Regions from separate parts of the Pan troglodytes genome. Here region 2 is linked to region 1. The links are chromatin contacts, called in public Hi-C maps. All regions are on one chromosome and are shown on one strand. The core of a region is the stretch at or near the end of the contact, and the rest is flanking DNA. Distances in the headings are between cores, read along the strand shown.

Region 1 (5,995 bases), core at 2,299-4,798:
AAGTGTATTAGTGGACACATAATCAGCTTGGACAAAGCAGGCAGAGGTAAAGTGCAAAGAGTCCTTAGAACCCCCAGACTTTTATGGGTGAGACATAAGCTGAGAAGATTATTCAGCTGAAAGTGCTATTTCTTATGGAAAGGGGACAACTCAGAAGGTGCAACAAGAGTCTGGAGGGTGGATCCAAGAGCTGCAGAGAATCATTCCAGAGAGCAGGACTCGGCCCTCCAGCCAAGGAACTGGCAGCATGTGGATTTCAGACTTGCTATGGTAATGCCTGGGGTATAGCTGTTTATCCACTCTGAGTGGGAGTATCCCAAGCACTTATCCCATCCCTGTATTATCAGTATACGTTGGACATATATGAGGCAAATATCTTTTTCATATTGAGAGGTCTTCATATCGAGAGAAATTGTATAAGACAACAGCATCAAATGGGCCCCATCAGCAACTGAACCTTATTTAGATGGTAAGAACCTGAATCTCGGCTGGGTGCCGTGGCTCACGCCTGTAATCCCTGCACTTTGGGAGGCCAAGATGGGTGGATATTCTGATGTCAGGAGTTCGAGACCAGCCTGACCAACATGGTGAAACCCCGTCTCTGCTAAAAATACAAAATTAGCCGGGTGTGGTGGTGCATGCCTGTAATCCCAGCTACTTGGGAGGCTGAGGAAGGAGAAATGCTTGAATCTGGGAGGTGGAGGTTGTAGTGAGCCGAGATCATGCCATTGTACTCCAGCCTGGGCAAGGAGAGTGAGACTCCCCCTAAAAAAAAAAAAAAAGAACCTGAATCTCAAACTTGAGCTTGAGATGAGGTTTTTGAAGTCTTTAGAAGGGGTGAGTATATTTTGCCTTACAGAAGATGTGAATAATTTGTGTCCAGAGGCTGAAGCATGGATGACTAACGATGACCACAGATTATTTGAAACTCTTCCTATTGAGAAGTGGCATCTTCGTTATTCCCTTTGGTCTGAGTGGGCTTGTGGACTGCTTTGGCCGTCACCAAGAATATGATGGAAATGATGCTCTGCCAGTATCTGGGCTCAGACATTAAGACCTTAAGATTTCCTATCTCTTGGATAGGAACTGTCTCTGGAAGCCCTGAACTGACATGTAAGGAGTCTTAAAGCTGCAAGGCTGGAGGTGCCAATTACAGGTGCTCTAGTCAACAGTTACCATATTGCTACTGATCAGGAGCCCACACTCCCAGCCATTGAAATGAAGGTGCCAGGCATGTGAATAATGCTGTCTTGGACTCTCAAGACCAGCCCAACTGTGATGGTTAGTTTGTGTGTCAACTTGACTGGGCCATGAGGTGCCCAGAGATTTGAACAAACATTATTTCGAGTGTGTGTGAAGGTGTTTCTGGATGAGATTAACATTTGGATCAGTTCATTGAGTACAGCAGACTTCCCTTCCTAAAGTGGGTGGGTCTTGTCCAATGAGTTGAAGTCCTGAATAGAACAAAAAGACAAAGTAAGAGAGAATTCTCTGTCTCTGCTGGGACATCAGTCTTCTCTTCCCTTTGGACTTCGACTTGAACTGGAACGTACACAATTGTTCTCCATGTTCTCAGGTCTTTGGACCCAGATTGGAACTATACCATTGGCTCTCCTGGGTTTCAAGCTTGCTTGCTGACTGCAGATCTTGGGACTTCTCAGCCTCCATAATTATGGGTCAGTACACACACACACACACACACACACACACACACACACACACACACGGATATACTACTTCTCTGGAGAACTCTGACCAATACACCAACTTCTAGCTGAATGTGGAACAGAAGAATTGCCCAGCTGAACCCTGCCTAAATTCCTGATTCAAAATCATAAGGTATAATACAATGATTGTTTTTCAGCTGCTCCACATTGGGGTAATAAGGTATGTAGCAACAGATGACAGACATAGTCAGCTGTGCATACATTTTCTGACTACACATGTGCCCTGTCCCTTAGCTCTTGGTACTCCAGCCACATCACCCTTTCAGTTCTACTAATATTGAATGCAGAATTAGCACGTGCCGTCCCTCACCCTTCTTGATCCTTTGACTCTTAGCTAGTGAGGATTTTCTCAGGGAAGTTCTCCCTGAGCCTCTAGATTAATCCCTTTGTTACAGTAGATTCTCCCACAAGAACAGTCTCTTTCTTTCAGCGCAGTTATCTCTGTGATTATTTGATTGACGCTAGTCTCTACCCCTAGATGGTAAACTCCATGAGAACAAAGGGTAAGACTGCTTTTGATCACCAGTGAATTCCCCGAGTTCAGCACCATGTCTGGACATAGTAAGTGCAGAATAAATATTTGTTAAGAAGGTGAATGAAATATTTGAAGCAGCTGATAAAGACTCCCTTCTCACCATAGCTTTTAATAACCATGTCAATATTCTTTTCTTTGCACCTTGTGAAAATCTGGGTTCTCAGCCATTGTAACTGGGAAAGACAGTGTGACTTAATATGAGGCCACTGGTCCTACTTTGCTATTGTCTGTGAAGGCAGCTAAGCACAACTGAAGTTGCTGGAGTTCCTTTTTGTAACTGCTGGGGAAGAGGAAGCACAAGAGAGCCTCTGGGTGTGTGGGCGCAGGAATGCATAGAGAAAAAAGTAATTAGTGCCTGTTCACATTTATGTCTTTAGTTGGAAATTAGGGAGCTCTCCTAAAAGTCTAAAGAAAATCGTGGATGCTCAAACTGTTTAAAATGTTTCTAAATTTAAGTTTAGAAACAATTTGTTACTAGATCAGGAGCTCTTCCCCCTCCCCCCAACCCCTTCCTCTAAAAATGGAAGAAATAATTGCTGCTTCCTTAGTGCTGTTAGGTAAATTCTGTACCTTCCATAACCATTGCTCTCAGTATTATTTTCTTAATACCTAATCTGAATTCCTGTTTTAAAATGCATTCCCCTACTTAGCTCTACGGATATGGAAAATACATGCTCCGCTGGAAATAGTCTTTCTTAAAATATATCTGCTCTGCTTAAAGATTAGTTATCATTTTTGCCACATATAAAATAAGCCCAGGTCTCTACAAGTGCCCTTGTAATTTCCATTTCATAAATTTAAAAAATATTTTGTTTTACCTCGTTATATTTCTAATAGTGACCTCCAAATGGGTCTGTGTACAATATTTCATTAAATGGGTTTAGTAGGCTTCCAAAGGGAGAAAAGAGGATTTCCATTTCTGCATAATATTCTTGCTCTTTTAAGAAGAAAACACCTCTACAGTGGCAGGGCTAATATGTCGACAGGCATATTCCATATCATTTATGTAAGTTAACACATTCTGAGGCTCTGCCCATTTCCACTTCTCTGATTTGTCCTCCCTCCCTGAGTGCACAATACTGCATTTGTCCCTTTTGAACATGTAACAGATTAAAGAGCTGGGCAGGAGGCAGATGTAGGGGCACCTTTGATCTCTCATCCTTGGAGGTTAAGGGAGGGCAGAAACCTGGCGGCTGCCGAGCTGGAAACAAAACACAGGCCCAGACTGGAATTACCTTAAAGGGAGCCCGGCTCCAACCGCAGAGGCAGCTGGAAGCGCTGAATGGGCACCGGGGGAAGAGAGCCCCGCGGTCAGGCAGAGGACGCAACAGAGTCCTAACAATGTGATCCAGGCTACCCGAGAGTTGGTTAGAATAATCCTTCCTACGCAGAAAGACCCAGGAAACCTTCCAGGAAAGACTAGGCAGCAGCATTGAGAAAAAACGAAAAGTAAATCTTTTGCAAATAATATCACAAAACTTCCAGCTGTGCACAAATACTGAAGGGCAATTTTGATGACAATGCAGGAAGCTTTCAAAGAAAGGATTTTTAAACATATTTTTTCCTTTGCGGAACTCTTTTTAGCAAGGATTTCACCTTTGCCCCAGGATCCTGCCAATGTTCTTAGTCAAAGCCAGACCCGAGTTTCCTAGGATTCTTCGGTGAAACTGCATTGCCCCCTGGCGTTTGCATGCTGTTATTACGCCGCACATATAAAGCCCAGGGAACACCTACCAGTCCGAGGAAGGATGCAGCTCCTGGTTTCATCTACATGGAGAAACCTCTCTTAAAACACAGGATCAGAGAATGCAGTTCTAAATGGCAAATCTAGACTTGGTTTGACAAGACATGGAATGAAACTTTGAAATTAAAACTCCTTCCTTTTCCATCCTTAGCAGAATCTCCTGAGATGTTCAAGTAGCTCTGGAAAGAAACTGATCAGATTCTAATCTGTCAATTTAAAAAGTTTTTTTTTTTTTAATTTTTAAATTTGTTTTAGAGATAGGGTCTTGCTGTGTCATTCAAGCTGCAGTGCAGTGGTGCAATCATAGTTCACTGCAATCTTGAACTCCTAGGCTCAAGGGAGCCTCCTGCCTCAGCCTCCGTAGTAGCTGCAACTGCAGGTGCCCACCACTACACCCTGCTAATTTTCTTATTTTTAAATTTTTTGTTTGTTTGTTTTAGAGATGAGGTCTCACTGTGTTGTCCAGGCTGGTACTCCTGACCTCAAGTGATCCTCCTGCTTTGGCTTCCCAAAGCTCTGGGATTACAGGCCTGAGCCACTGTGCCCGGTTGCTAATCTGTCAATTTTTTTTTTTTTTTTGGAGTCAGGGTCTCACTCTGTTGCCCAGGCTGGAGTGCAGTGGTGCATCTCAGCTCACTGCAACCTCCACCTCCCAGACTCAAGCGATTCTCTTGCCTCAGCCTTCTGAGTAGCTGAGATTACAGACATGCGCCACCACCACCCAGCTAATTTTTGTACTTTTAGTAGAGGCGGGGTTTTACCATGTTGGCCAGGCTGGTCTCAAACTCCTGACCTCGAACGATCCACCTGCCTCGGCCTCACAGTCAACAAATATTGACTGTGCCGCTTACCATCCATGTGAACTTGGAAAACCCTCTTAACCTTTCTTTGTCTCCTCCACTTACAAAATGAGGCTGATAATAGTAGCATATACCATCTAGTACCTAGTAAACACCCTTTAAGTGTTTGTGAATGATGAGAACTATGTGAGTTTTCCACTCCGGTGGACTAGGGAAGATTAAAAAACATTCTGTGATGTTGAAAGGGCTTGGACTTGGTTCCTGGCCAAGTCTATTGAAACCCCAAAACACAAAGAAATGCTCCAGGTACTGCGGTTTCTACCTGGCCTCAGTGCAAACCTAGAATTAAGTACATCTCTGACACTTCCAGGTGGGTGTGACTAGACCTCTGAGAATATGCTGGGGCCTGAGAGGGTCCATTCTTGTCCACACCAGGGCAGAGTTCCACCCCCAAGGCTAGGCCAGAGCCGGAATGACTCCAGGAGTAAGGCCAAGGGTGGTCTTCCTTGGCCCAGGTTCCTCTAGAATATGCCACTGTGGCATAAAAATGATTTTGAGCTGAAGGCATTTGATAATAGGCTTATTTCTAAACTCCCTTATCTGCCACAAAGCAGAACCTCCTCCCAAAACTCAATTGTCATAAATCCCTTCCCACAGATTTTTCTGCAACCAGAGAAAGTTGACTCTAATACCAAAGAGAAGCCCACAGCACACCTAAACAGGCATTGTCACAAAACTATCATCTCCCATCTATCCTCCTAAAGGCCCATGATCTTTCTTAAAAGTAATTTATTTTTCCTTAAGTGCCCTTCTCCTCCTCCCCTTCTCTTGTTAAGATGGCACATAAGCCCCAAATTGTAAGTGCCCCCTTGAGGCATATTTTCCTGAGAACTCCCATACATAATGAACAGAAGCCTGTCTTTTCTTTTGCAACCCCCAAAACACTGAACTTAAGAGGGTAAAGGAACAGTTTTTCCTTCCTTCCTTCCTTCCTTCCTTCCTTCCTTCCTTCCTTCCTTCCTTCCATGTTTTCTAGAGACAGGGTTTCACACTGTTATCCAGGCTGGAGTGCAGTGGTGTGATCATAGCTCACTGCAGCCTCAAAGTCCTGAGCTCAAGTGATCCTCCCCCCACAGCCTCCAAGTAGCTAGGACTACAGGCATATGCCACCACACCCAGCTAATTTTTT
Region 2 (5,995 bases), core at 2,512-5,011, 380 kb before region 1:
CACTCGCAGGTTCAATCAAGCGATTCTCGTGCCTCGGCCTCCCAAGTAGTTGGAATTACAGGTGTGCACCACCACACCTGGCTAATTTTTGTATTTTTAGTAGAGATGGGGTTTCACTATGTTGGCCAAGCTGGACTCAAACTCCTGGCCTCAAGTGATCCGCCCGCCTCGGCCTCCCAAAGTGCTGGGATTACAGGCATGAGCCACTGCGGCCAGCCTGAGGTAGGTATTTTTATTATCCCTGTTCTACAAATGAAATGTCAAGGGGCAAGGAAGTAACTTCCCAAAGTTACACAGGGAATAAGCAGTGGGGCAGTCACCTGAGCGCAGGCAGTTGTGCTCCTCCCAAGAAAATGATTATGGAAACACCATCGATAGTTTCATGAGCCAGTTTTACAAGTGTTTGTTAATTGTGCTTGATCCTCAGAACTCTAGGAAGTGGATAAAGTAGGAATTGTCATCCCATTTCACAGATGAGATTACTGAAGTTCCCTGACCTGCTCAACTTTGTATAACTAAAGAAGCTAGAGAAATGTTGAGCTTCTAACCTTTTTGACCAAGATGGGTGCTTCTCATTAAACCTATAATTTCCTAATTACATAATTAGTACCTGTAACCTGATCAGAATGTCTCACAATGTATATATTTAATACTGTCTGTCCTACGAGCAGCAATTATACAGATTTGCATCTCAAAATTGGTATGTGTTAAAATATAAGAAACAGAAATATAAAATAAATTTATATTTCTTAAATTATAAGAAACACAGTTTTTGAAATAGAAACATAAACTACTGAAAAATCGGGTATAAAAAGATCCCTTAGAAACATCATCTGGGAAATCTGAATGAGGATGTAAAGATTTATCACATACTAAAATTTCAAAAAAGGTTTCTTGTATAGAAAAATGATGAAGATGATGGATTGCACATATCACACAGTCTCTTAAGTGGATCTTTTTTTTTAGAATGGTTGTCATAGGCAATTTTAGAGACAATAACTAGAAGTGTCACTAGGTGGCACTATTGTTCTTAGTATAGTACTGTCTTAACCCATTCCCTAATGAATTTGAGATAAAGCAGCCAAATCATGAGTATCTAGACAGCATTACTGTCAGTAATGCTGTGACTTTGTCAAAGTTGTTTCTTAAATAATTGATGAAAAGTCTTACAATTAAATTCATACTATTTCATGAACTCCAAATGTAGGGAATAATCTCTAGGACTCCTTTTTACAAATATCAATGGCAAATTCCCTTCCCCTTCTCCACCCCTTTTGCCTTTTCCTTCCCCTTCCCCTCCCCTCTTTTTTCCTTCCTTCCTTCCTTCCTTCCTTCCTCCCTCCCTCCCTCCCTCTCTCCCTCTCTCCCTCCCTTTTTCCTTCCTACCTCCCTTCCTTCCTTCCATCCTTCCATCCTTCCTTCCTTCCTCCCTCCCTCCTTCCCTCTCGCCCTCTCTCCCTCTCTCCCTTTTTCCTTCCTCCCTCCCTTCCTTCCTTCCTTCCTCCCTCCCTCCCTCTCTTCCTCTCAGCCTCTCTCCCTCTCTCCCTTCTTCCTTCCTCCCTCCCTTCCTTCCTTCCTCCTTCCTTCATTAATTTACAAGTATTTATTGAGTGCTTGGAAAGTGCCAGAATCTCAGCTTGGCTCCAGCGGCTTTTACACCGAAATAATGACCTTTGTTGAACATGAGATCATAGGCTTTGCACTGAAAAGACCAGACTTCCTCCACTTACTGACTTGAACAAGTCGTTCTTGTTACCATCACTTCAATTTTAGAGATGAGAAGGCTAAAGCACAGAGCTAGTGGTTATGTATGAAAATACTTTGTAAAATTATGCTTTATATAGGAATGCTATTATTACCACCTCAGGAATGTTGAGAACTGTATCTATTATAGTTCTAGATAATATACTCTAATAAGGCACCTAAGCTGATTAAAAACAGGTCTAGCACAAATGACTATGAGACAGCTTCTATTTTTTTTTTCTTTGAGATGGAGTCTTGCTCTGTCACCCAGGCTGGAGTGCAATGGCGTGATCTCGGCTCACTGCAACCTCCGCCTCCCAGGTTCAAGAGATTCTCCCACCTCAGCCTCCCAAGTAGCTGGGACTACAGGCGCCTGCCACCACGCCCAGCTAATTTTTGTATTTTTAGTAGAGACAGGGTTTTGCCATGTTGGCCAGGCTGGTCTCAAAAGGTACGAAAAGTATTTTGTGAGATGCGTATGAATGGGTGTGTTTAAATATAAAACATTGTTCTAACACGTCTCACAGGAGACCAGCCTAATCTTTTACCAGCCGCACTTAACTGCAGTTGATTGTATTGCCAGGACACAGGCTTCCTTTCAGACAGTCATTCTGAATGAACTTGATGATGATTCATATTTCCTCGTGGACACTGGTAACTAGCACAGCGAAAACCAATCTGAGGACCTTCGTCTACTCGCATTTTTTAATAATCCGAGTGTAAATTGCAATTGACTCATTTGGGAGGTTGTGCTTACTGTACTTTTCTCAAGTAATCTTTTATTCAATCTATTTATTCAGTTCTTTCTTACTGAAGTGTACATTACATCTGAGAGCCGAGGGTGATAGCGAAACTAGGACCCTACTCTCTGGGAGTGTTTTAATGCCCAGCACTTTGGAAGCACGTAACGAACGTGAGTTCTTATCTGTTACCAGGGTGCCAAACAGCTGTTCAGGAGCTGCGACGGGTGTCTAACTGCTCACTGAAGAGGTCAAAGAGAGCTTTTAGAAATGCTTGCCCTGACGGTGATGTTTGTTCTCTCAGTGCTACCGCTGATCGCCTTCATACCAGCCTATCACATAGCTGAGAACTCAAGCAAACACGAAATAGAAAAACCTCAATTTGAAGAGTTTTATATTGAAAATATCCAGGATTTCCTGATTATTTTACAGACAAGCTAAAGAAATTCAGTAGATTATCTGCGTTTCATCGCTGCCAGATGATAAACATTTGGGAGCAGGGGCCACTTGCTGAAAGGCATCTTGAGAGATATACTCCCACTTCTCAGATTGGAAGACTAAGGCCCCAAAGCCTCCAGATCTAGCCTCTTAATCCAGGCTTCTTCTTAGCCACTGTGGTCTCACCCAGTTTATCAGGCAGTGGGATCTGTCTGCCCCACCCAACTCCAGAGCTTTTCCTTTTGTTTTTGAATTGCCCTTGAGTTCTGCACCACTCTTCTCCTCTTCCCCGTGGGTATGAAAACACCAAGGATGTCAATAGGAAAAGACAAGGGTCTGTAAATAGAGAAGCAAGCAGGAAACAAGGCCTGCATTCATGGGAATAAACTGAGCAATCCTAGAAAATTTGCCATTCATAACAGCAAATTTTAATCAGTGGTGCTGAGAAACTCTTCCCAAGCAAAAAAGGCTTGTGTCTCTCTGGGATGGGCCTCTCTCCTTGCTCCAAATCTGGTCTTAGTTCCCAGTCTAAGGTAGCTAGGGGATCTTCACAGCACACTCCTTGAACAATATCACATTTATATAACCTTGCCCCTCCCTTGTTTGTGAGTCTGGCTATTTCTTTCCCTGTTAAAAGACAAAACCCCAACCTCTTCACAGAACACCAACCAAACAAGAGCAGGAATCCCTCTTTATCTGATGGGCTTGCCACGCAGAGCTGCGGACCCTGAGTTGCCTGGCAGATGGGAAGCAAGCCCATCCTGCCCTGTGGAGGGGAGGGGCGGAGGAGAGCCCACTGCCAGTCCACAGCGGCCACACTGGAGAGACCTGCAAATCCGGGCTGGCTGTGCAAATCCGGGCTGGCCGTGCAAATCCAGGCTCATTGTCAGGCTGGCAGCATTGGCCAGGGCTGAGTAAATCAAGTGAAACAGAAGGCAGATGGATGTGACCAAGTTATTGCCAAGAGGAAACAGACAAGGTAATTTTAAAGAGATGAAAAATAAGCTTTTCTACTCTGCATAATCATGGAGATGGAAAAGGTTAGATTCTTGCTTACCTTTTCAGTGCATATCTGTGTTTTTATGCATATGATTTTTGTTGTGATTTTTTTCTTTTTGACCTCGTATGTTGCACATATCTGTCATGTCACTGCTACCACTTTGCTACTTTACCTGAATATGTGAAAACAGACCTCAATTTTGAAACTCTTCCATGGCACATTTTTCTTTTATTTGAAAAGATGCGTTTGATTTAGAAAATACAAAGGCACTCTCCTACTTTCTTTGTACCTGGGCTAAATTGGACATAGGTATCAAAATTAGCTACCTCCTCACCTGTGAAAGAGACACTGATAACAGATTGAGGGTGGGATGGGCCGGCCGTGAGGACCTATGGTGCAGGCTGGGGTTGTCCAGGCCAGGGCAGTGTGAGTCAGGGACAAGTATGTGTTCCAGCTTTTGTGCTTGTGTCACAGAGGTCAGAAATGACAAGCAGATAGGGAAATCTGTGGCTTTGGTTTAAAATAGAGCCCAGGTAGGCCGGGCGCAGTGGCTCACACCTGTAATCCCAGCACTCTGGGAGGCCGAGGCGGGCGGATCACCTGAGGTTGGGAGTTCGAGACCGCCTGACCAACGTGGAGAAACCCCGTCTCTACTAAAAATACAAAATTAGCTGGGCATGGTGGCCTATGCCTGTAATCCCAGCTACTCGGGAGGCTGAGGCAGGAGAATCACTTGAACCCGGGAGGCGGAGGTTGCGGTGAGCCGAGATCACGCCACTGCACTGCAGCCTGGGCAACAAGAGCGAAACTCCCTCTCAAAAAACAACAAAAAAAATAGAGCCCAGGTATTGTATTTTGAAATCAATTTATATATAACATGTGTGTTCCATGCATATGTGCACATGTGTGTTCATGCAGCCATAAATCAAACATCTCTGGAAAGACACACCAGAAGCTAGTTGCTGTTGTGGTGGGAATTTGTAGCCACGGGCCAGGGGTGAGAGGAAAACTTAATTACATTGTAAACACTTTCTTTTTAAAATTTTAGAATGTGCACTTGCATTTCCCATTAAAACTAAAACATATGATAATCATCTTAACTAAAGGATATATTCTTTACAAGCATAGGAAAAATCTCAAAGTAGTCCCATTGAGCAATTTCTTCCTTGGCATAAGGGGAATAAAATCCTAGTTGTCACCTCAGCTTGAAGGGAGGTTAAAGTGGGTTATCTTTCCTTTATGACTTTACTACAGAGATGTTGAAGGGCCAAGCATATGTTCCCAAGTAAGCAAGTGGCTCTTGAGTACCATGGGTTCGGGGGCTCCTGATAGCAGTGCTACGGCAAAGACGGTGAGAACTTTGGTGTTTGTGTTGGTTGGGCCTGGATGCCACCTTCCTGGCCCTGTCATTGGTTCACCCGTATTCTTAGAAAGATCTGAGCTGGAGTGGTGGAGATTGAGAAAATGAATGAATTGGAAGAAGATTCTGAAGAAGTAGGAGTGACTGAAGAATCTGTGAGCTCCTCTATTGACAGGGAAGAGCTCCCTTCCCTGTGGCCCCTAATACAAATGTGAAAACCAATCCCAGAAAAAAACAACAACAAAGATCACTAATAGCAGTAGAAAAAAATACATTGGGGGTGGGAAATATTATATTCTAATATTAGAAGTAGGAGACTAGTTAAGGAGCTCCTGCAGCACTTCGGCCAAAAAGGAGTGAGATGGTGAAGAAGCGGGCAGTTGCAGAAATGATAGGAGTGACACCGTGCTTTCCCTCCCCTGGAAGACAGGGATCAGGATGTCGCTGCAGGTCTACTTGAAGGTATCAGTAGAAATGGACAGACAGCATCTGTATTAGTCAGTTCTTACACTGCTACAAAGACATACTTGAGACTGGGTAATTTATAAAGGAAATAGGTTTAACTGACTCACAGATCTGCAGGCTGTACAGGAGGCTTGGCTGGGAGGCCTCAAGAAACTTACAGTCATGGCTGAAGGGGAAGCCAGCACGTCTTACATGGCGGGAGGAGAAGGAAGAGAGAGAGCGGGAGGAGGGAAGAGAAAGAGCGAAAGG

Evidence for each region. Hi-C and Micro-C count contacts between places; a contact is called where the count stands out from the background.
Region 2: a Hi-C map of stem cell-derived neural progenitor cells shows a contact between it and region 1, with 15 times the contacts expected there. The contact joins two enhancer-like sites. A contact is called at or near these places in 5 of 7 Hi-C or Micro-C datasets (blood, induced pluripotent stem cells, a lymphoblastoid cell line and 1 more), 1 of 1 datasets of contacts at active chromatin or transcription factors (stem cell-derived excitatory neurons) and 1 of 1 other capture datasets (stem cell-derived neural stem cells).

The regions. Positions count from the first base shown.
Region 1 is chr17:27,219,799-27,225,793 of NHGRI_mPanTro3-v2.0_pri, reverse strand. The region is part of intron 8 of DLGAP1 (DLG associated protein 1); the gene reads right to left. Among named protein-coding and RNA genes, the nearest start is that of TGIF1, 210 kb to the left of the region's middle. Within about 2 kb of position 3,548, at least 12 of the 24 cell types and tissues checked have an H3K27ac peak or open chromatin away from gene starts, as enhancers often do. A contact at or near this core is called in stem cell-derived neural progenitor cells and stem cell-derived neural stem cells, where this site is marked.
Region 2 is chr17:27,604,022-27,610,016 of NHGRI_mPanTro3-v2.0_pri, reverse strand. No RefSeq gene overlaps it. Among named protein-coding and RNA genes, the nearest start is that of MYL12B, 22 kb to the left of the region's middle. Within about 2 kb of position 3,761, at least 10 of the 24 cell types and tissues checked have an H3K27ac peak or open chromatin away from gene starts, as enhancers often do. A contact at or near this core is called in stem cell-derived neural progenitor cells and stem cell-derived neural stem cells, where this site is marked.